Regions from separate parts of the Mus musculus genome. Here region 2 is linked to region 1. Evidence: chromatin contacts called from public Hi-C data. All regions are on one chromosome and are shown on one strand. The core of a region is the stretch at or near the end of the contact, and the rest is flanking DNA. Distances in the headings are between cores, read along the strand shown. Region 1 has its middle 74 kb from the start of Tmem260. Region 2 overlaps Exoc5 (exocyst complex component 5).

Evidence for each region. A called contact is a pair of places that touch in the nucleus more often than the background predicts.
Region 2: a Hi-C map of bone marrow-derived macrophages shows a contact between it and region 1, with 13 read pairs. The contact joins two enhancer-like sites. A contact is called at or near these places in 10 of 39 promoter capture datasets (the 3T3-L1 cell line, cranial neural crest, embryonic stem cells and 6 more), 2 of 15 datasets of contacts at CTCF or cohesin (large pre-B cells and pro-B cells), 21 of 484 Hi-C or Micro-C datasets (the AML12 cell line, B cells, the Ba/F3 cell line and 15 more) and 3 of 115 datasets of contacts at active chromatin or transcription factors (embryonic stem cells, epiblast stem cells and memory CD8 T cells).

What each region holds. Positions count from the first base shown.
Region 1 is chr14:48,370,543-48,373,245 of GRCm38.p6, reverse strand. No RefSeq gene overlaps it. Among named protein-coding and RNA genes, the nearest start is that of Tmem260, 74 kb to the left of the region's middle. Within about 2 kb of position 1,260, at least 16 of the 459 cell types and tissues checked have an H3K27ac peak or open chromatin away from gene starts, as enhancers often do. A contact at or near this core is called in bone marrow-derived macrophages, where this site is marked.
Region 2 is chr14:49,018,648-49,021,347 of GRCm38.p6, reverse strand. Exoc5 (exocyst complex component 5) reads left to right here. Exons shown (of 18, transcript NM_207214.3): 14 at 1,826-1,946. Among named protein-coding and RNA genes, the nearest start is that of Gm23470, 18 kb to the right of the region's middle. Within about 2 kb of position 1,392, at least 6 of the 459 cell types and tissues checked have an H3K27ac peak or open chromatin away from gene starts, as enhancers often do. A contact at or near this core is called in bone marrow-derived macrophages, where this site is marked.

The sequences.
Region 1 (2,703 bases), core at 11-2,510:
CAAGCTAATTCTAAAGTTCATATGGAAATACAAGGAACTCAGCAGAGACAAGATAATCTCTAATAAGAAGACCATGGGCTGGAGAGATGGCTCTGGGGCTAAGAACTCTGCTGTTCTTGCCTAGGACCTAAATTAAGTTCCCAGCACCCACATCAGGCAGCTCACAACTGCCTGTGATCTCAGATCCAGGGGATCAAGTGTCCTCCTGCGGCCTCTACAGGTACCCAACAAACTCACAAATAAAAATAAAAAAGTAAGAACACAGTTAGACAATGTAGACTTCCCAACGGCAAATTGATCACAGAGCTTTGGTAATTAAATGGAGACTGTGGTGCAGGTGTGAGCACAGGCTTATAGATCGTGGCGGTCAGTTTTATATGCCACCCTGGCGAGACTTCTGATATTGTCAGACACTAACCTAAGCGGTGTTATGGATTTGTTTTGTAGATGTCATTAAAGTGTATGACCAATTGAATTAAAGCAAAGACGAGCACCATAGGCTATCGGAGGGCTTGAATCAGTCATCCGAAGGGAGACTCAAAGCTCCCTTGAAGAGGAAGAAATTCTTCCTGTTAACAGTAGCTTGACATCTGCGTTAGGGCTGTCGTCTGTCCTTCCAGACAATTTTGACTTTACTACAATTTTGCAAGCCAATCCCGTTTATATATGTTAATTCTCCCCCCTCCTTACTCCCCTTCTCTCTGTGTGTGATTTCTCCCTTAGGTCTGTTTTCTGACTAAGACAAGACTAATAGAATGGCACCAAGAACAGAGCCTGCGAGCAGATCATCATATTCTTACATCTGTGACCTCCAGCTGATTTCTGACAGGTATACGAGGAAAGACTGTTTTCAACATGACATAAATATGCCAAAGACTGGGGTTGTACCTCTGCTGCACACTGACATACAGAAGTCAATCAGAGGGATCAGGACACGCATGTAAAAGCTAAAACTATACAGTCTGAAGAGAAAACACGGAGGTAACTGTGGCCTTGGGTTGAGCAATGGTTCCTTATATAGGAAGCTAAAGTATAAGTCACAGATAGGACATGGTAGTTCATGGGGTGGGGGAGGCTTCCCCCAGAGAATGGGAGAGCATATTTTCAATCTATTATCTATCTTCCAATAGAGCTTTATCGTCCACACCATGTAAAAGGTGGCTATAAGCCAAGCACTTCTCTGAAAGCTGTACTCTCTAGCACCAACACTGCATGTTCTCTGTGCTCGGTCCAGCACCACCTACAGTGTGTAGCCCAGCTCTGCAGTTCTCACCGGCTTCATTCACAGCTGTTAATCCACATTATGTGCCAGGCTCCATGCTCACTCTTGTGGTGAACAAAGACAAAACCCAAACAGCTACAGAGCAGCATGATGTGTGCCAGAGTGGACTTGTCTGTGAGAACAGGGGTGGCCCAACAGACATGCCCGCGACATGGAGCTGGCCAAGAATGGCTTAGTGAGGATCACTTTAGTCAAAGCTTAAGGCTAGGCAGGAATCTATGATTCTCTCTGTCACTGTCTCTGTCTCTCTCTGTCTCTCTTTGTCAATCTCTGTCTCTCTCTGTCAATCTCTGTCTCTCTCTGTCTCTGTCTCTCTCTGTCTCTCTGTCTCTGTCTCTGTCTCTCTCTCTCGTGTGTGTGTGTGTGTGTGTGTGTGTGTGTGTGTGTGTGTGTGTAGGAGAACTTGACTCAGAAGAAGCTAGGGACAGGCGTCCAGGTGTCACATCTGCAGAGTGCTGGAGCTGGTGCCATTTCCATTGTAAGCCAGCTGAGAATCACTAGTTCCAGGGCTCCCAAGAAACAGCAGAGGGTTGAAGCAGATACTGTTAAGAGCTCCCTTCCTTGGACTGAATGGAAACCTGTTCTGTTATAGTTTGTAACAAACAGACTGCACTTGGCAATGAGTCCTGGCCTTTCTATCCATCATGATGATTCTCTTGCTGTTAAGCAGACATTTTCTGAGTGTCCCTTAAAGCTAACAGTGGCCGAATGGTCTTTAGCAGGAAGGTTTCTCCTCTACTGATGAAAGAGAGAAGTGGCTGGCACTGGCTTCCCCTTTCCTCCTGTCTCTTGACCTTGAACATGATTTTCTAGAAATACCACAAAATAAACAACTGAACAAAACAACATGAAACACTGAGAGCCAATATGGTAAGAAGGCAGGACAGAAAAGATAGAACTTTTCTGGTGTCTTCGGTACATCACAGAGCACATGTCAAAAACACAAAACACACTCATGGAGAACTTCCCTCCATGCAATAACTTGAGTTATATCTGAAGCTGTCCTAGCAGGCATGGCTGTATGGCACAGAACACTTCCAGCCAAACGCAGAGCAGGGGCTTCTCTTCTCGTCCTCAGAACTCATTCGTCCTCAGCCGTTCTCAATCTACTACACACATTTCATCCGAACTCCTGGAAAATCCCACACCACAAGAGTCAGCATGTCATTCTACAGAATGAAACAAATGAGCAAACAAACGAACTTGAATAACACCATTAAATAAGAAACTTACTTAAAGTATCTCCATTGGTTATTCTGGAATAAACTGTCTCCTGGACTTATCCCTAGTGGCTGTTTTGAAAACCTAAGGCCTTTATTATTTTCTGAAAGCATTAAAAAAAAAAAGATATCTGCCCTGTTAGTGATTAAAATCAACTTGAGTTGGGAGGCACGTATGAAAGGACAGATTTAGTCATTCTA
Region 2 (2,700 bases), core at 143-2,642, 650 kb before region 1:
TTTATGAAAGGGTAGTCAGAGAAGGCTTCTGAGAAGACACATGAACCAGAGAACTCAATAAAGTGGTGAGTAAACTGAATATTTGGAGTAAGAATAATCTAAGTAGAGACAACAGCATATTAGGAATATATAGGAATCTCAGTTGTTTAGTCCCTCCTACCCTCCAGCATTATACTCTAGCCTGTAGAAAGCATATACAGTTCAGAAAGTTTCTATTGGCTGTGTAAAATACCAGCCTAGAAACCTTTAATAATGAACCAGACTTAGCTATAGACCAGTCACTAACTTAACTCTATTACCCTTCATAAGCAACCATGTCTTTTAGTGAATTTTAACTTAATTAGAGTAGACTGTTGACATTAATTATTTAAATTGTGCTGGTAGAAAATGACTTAGTGTAGTCATTTGTATTAGAATAATTTAAATATTTTAAGATGTGATTACAGAATAAGATGATGAGTAAGAATAAGGGCCAGTAAAATGGTTCAGCAGTAAAAGGCACTTGCTGCCAAGCCTGACAACTTGAGTTCAGTATCCAGATCCCATGGTGGAAGGAGATAACTGACTCTTGAATGTTGTCCTCTGACTAACACACATACATAACTAAAATCAATTTGTTCATTAGAAATTACAAGATAACAAGGAGTAAGGTATGAAGAATTTATTGTTCATTTAGAATGGAAACTTTCCTATTGATTTCAATAGCAGTATTTGAAATGTTTAGGAAAATTTCATTTGGACAGGGAATATTTCTCATATCTATGAGCATGTTCAATGCAGTTAGTGTTCATGGTCATTGTCCTAATGACCACATACAATTCTGCCAGGTAATAAGACATACTGGAGTAGCATTGTAGACCTTTCTTTTTACTGAAATTATTGTCTTTAGGTAAAGTCCCAAGTCAAAGCACACTATGCATATATATTTTAAAATAATTTTCATTAATGTACTTTTTTCCTAAGGAGCTTATTCCGTACAACTTACATTGCTTCTAGCCTGTATGTATATATAGGTTTTTATGTATGTTAGTACATAGTTTTCCATTTTTTTCACATATTATTAGTTAAATACATCCACTAATACTGCCTTAATTTCCATGTTTTATGGTGATTAGTATTTTCTACATGTGCTTCAGTTTTTTTAATTGTATGTTTGTGTTGGCACCTTTAATTTTCCTACCAACAATTGTATTTTTTGTACAAAACATCTTTGTTTTCCATTTGTAAAGCTACTCTAGGTAGTAAGAACTCTAGGCAGTAAGTTATATATTATCATTAGCTGTGGGTGGTTTTCTTAGACTTCTCTTAATTTTACATAGAAACACTGGCATCTCGAGCTAAAAAGAGGAAGGATCCTTGAGTCCGTGTATTTCTCTTTATGAAAGGAGGAAGTGGATCTAGAGCGGGTTTCAGCTCCATCTTTTGGTGTCAGAATGTTGTTGACAAGCACAGAGCATTAGGAGATGTTGTGGAAACACGCCTCTGGGTGATGAGGGTCTGAATAGTTCTGAGGACGGGGTGGAGAACATGATGAGCACAGTGTGTAGTTGTGGTAGGAGGTTTGGGGACAGAAGGAGAAGGCAGAGCCCAGGCACGTTGTTAATTGATTCATTTTCCATTTTATCTAAACAAATCATGAAGATGATTAACTTTGGGGTATAAAAATAGCTTTGGATAAATCTCATTAAGCTGTTTAATCTATAGAATTGTTGCTGATTTGTTACATGACAGTTAATTTTATTCATGTGGTATATATAAATATTTTTTTTCTTTTGCTCAGTTTTTTTAAAGGTTGTTCCCACTTACCTATGCCTTCCGATTTTAGGAATCCCATCATCAGATTCTAGGAATGCAAATCTCTACTTTTTGGATGTTGTACAACAGGCCAATACTATTTTTCATCTTTTTGACAAACAGTTTAATGATCACCTAATGCCACTAATAAGGTTAGTTGCATTGTCATATTTTCATTGGTATTTAATGACTACTATATTTTTATTACTATTTTTAAATAATACATCTTCATATAAGCATCAAATAGGACAGGAGGTTTGAAATAAAAATCTTTTCTTTCTTTCTTGAATTCTTGTTTTCTCTTTTCACTGTGCTGTTAATTTTGATATATTTGAAAAGTTTTAACTATCATGAACCAAAATCTGAAATCTAATGTGGAAAGGGCCTTCCAGCTTAGAGCAGTTCAGCTGTTTGCATCCTTTGGAAGGCAAAGCAGATAACAGGCAGGGTGGTATATGTAGTCTTATCTACTCAGGAGGCTGAGGCAGGAGGATCTCATGTTTGAGGCAGTCTAGTCAACATAATGATTTCAAAGTCAGCTTGGATAACTAAGATGCAATCTCACACAGCGGTTTTATGTTTGCTTGTTTGTCTCTGTCCTTCTGCACCTGCATAAGGCATTCTTCTGATTTGTTTAATAAAGAGCTGATGGCCTATAGTTGAGGCAGGAGAGGAAAGGCCAGTTTCAGGCAGAGGAAGGACCTCTGGGGAAAGGAGATAGGCAGGAGATTGGCCAGCCAGACACAGATGAAGTCAGATGTATTGGAACTGAGTGAAAGGTAATGGACCACATTGTAAACATGGACTAGACTAAATGGTTAAGTTATGCAAGCAAATCAGGAGGTAGTCAGCTAAGGCCTAAGCTTTAATAAATAATAAGTACGTCATTATTCAGAAACTGGCAAG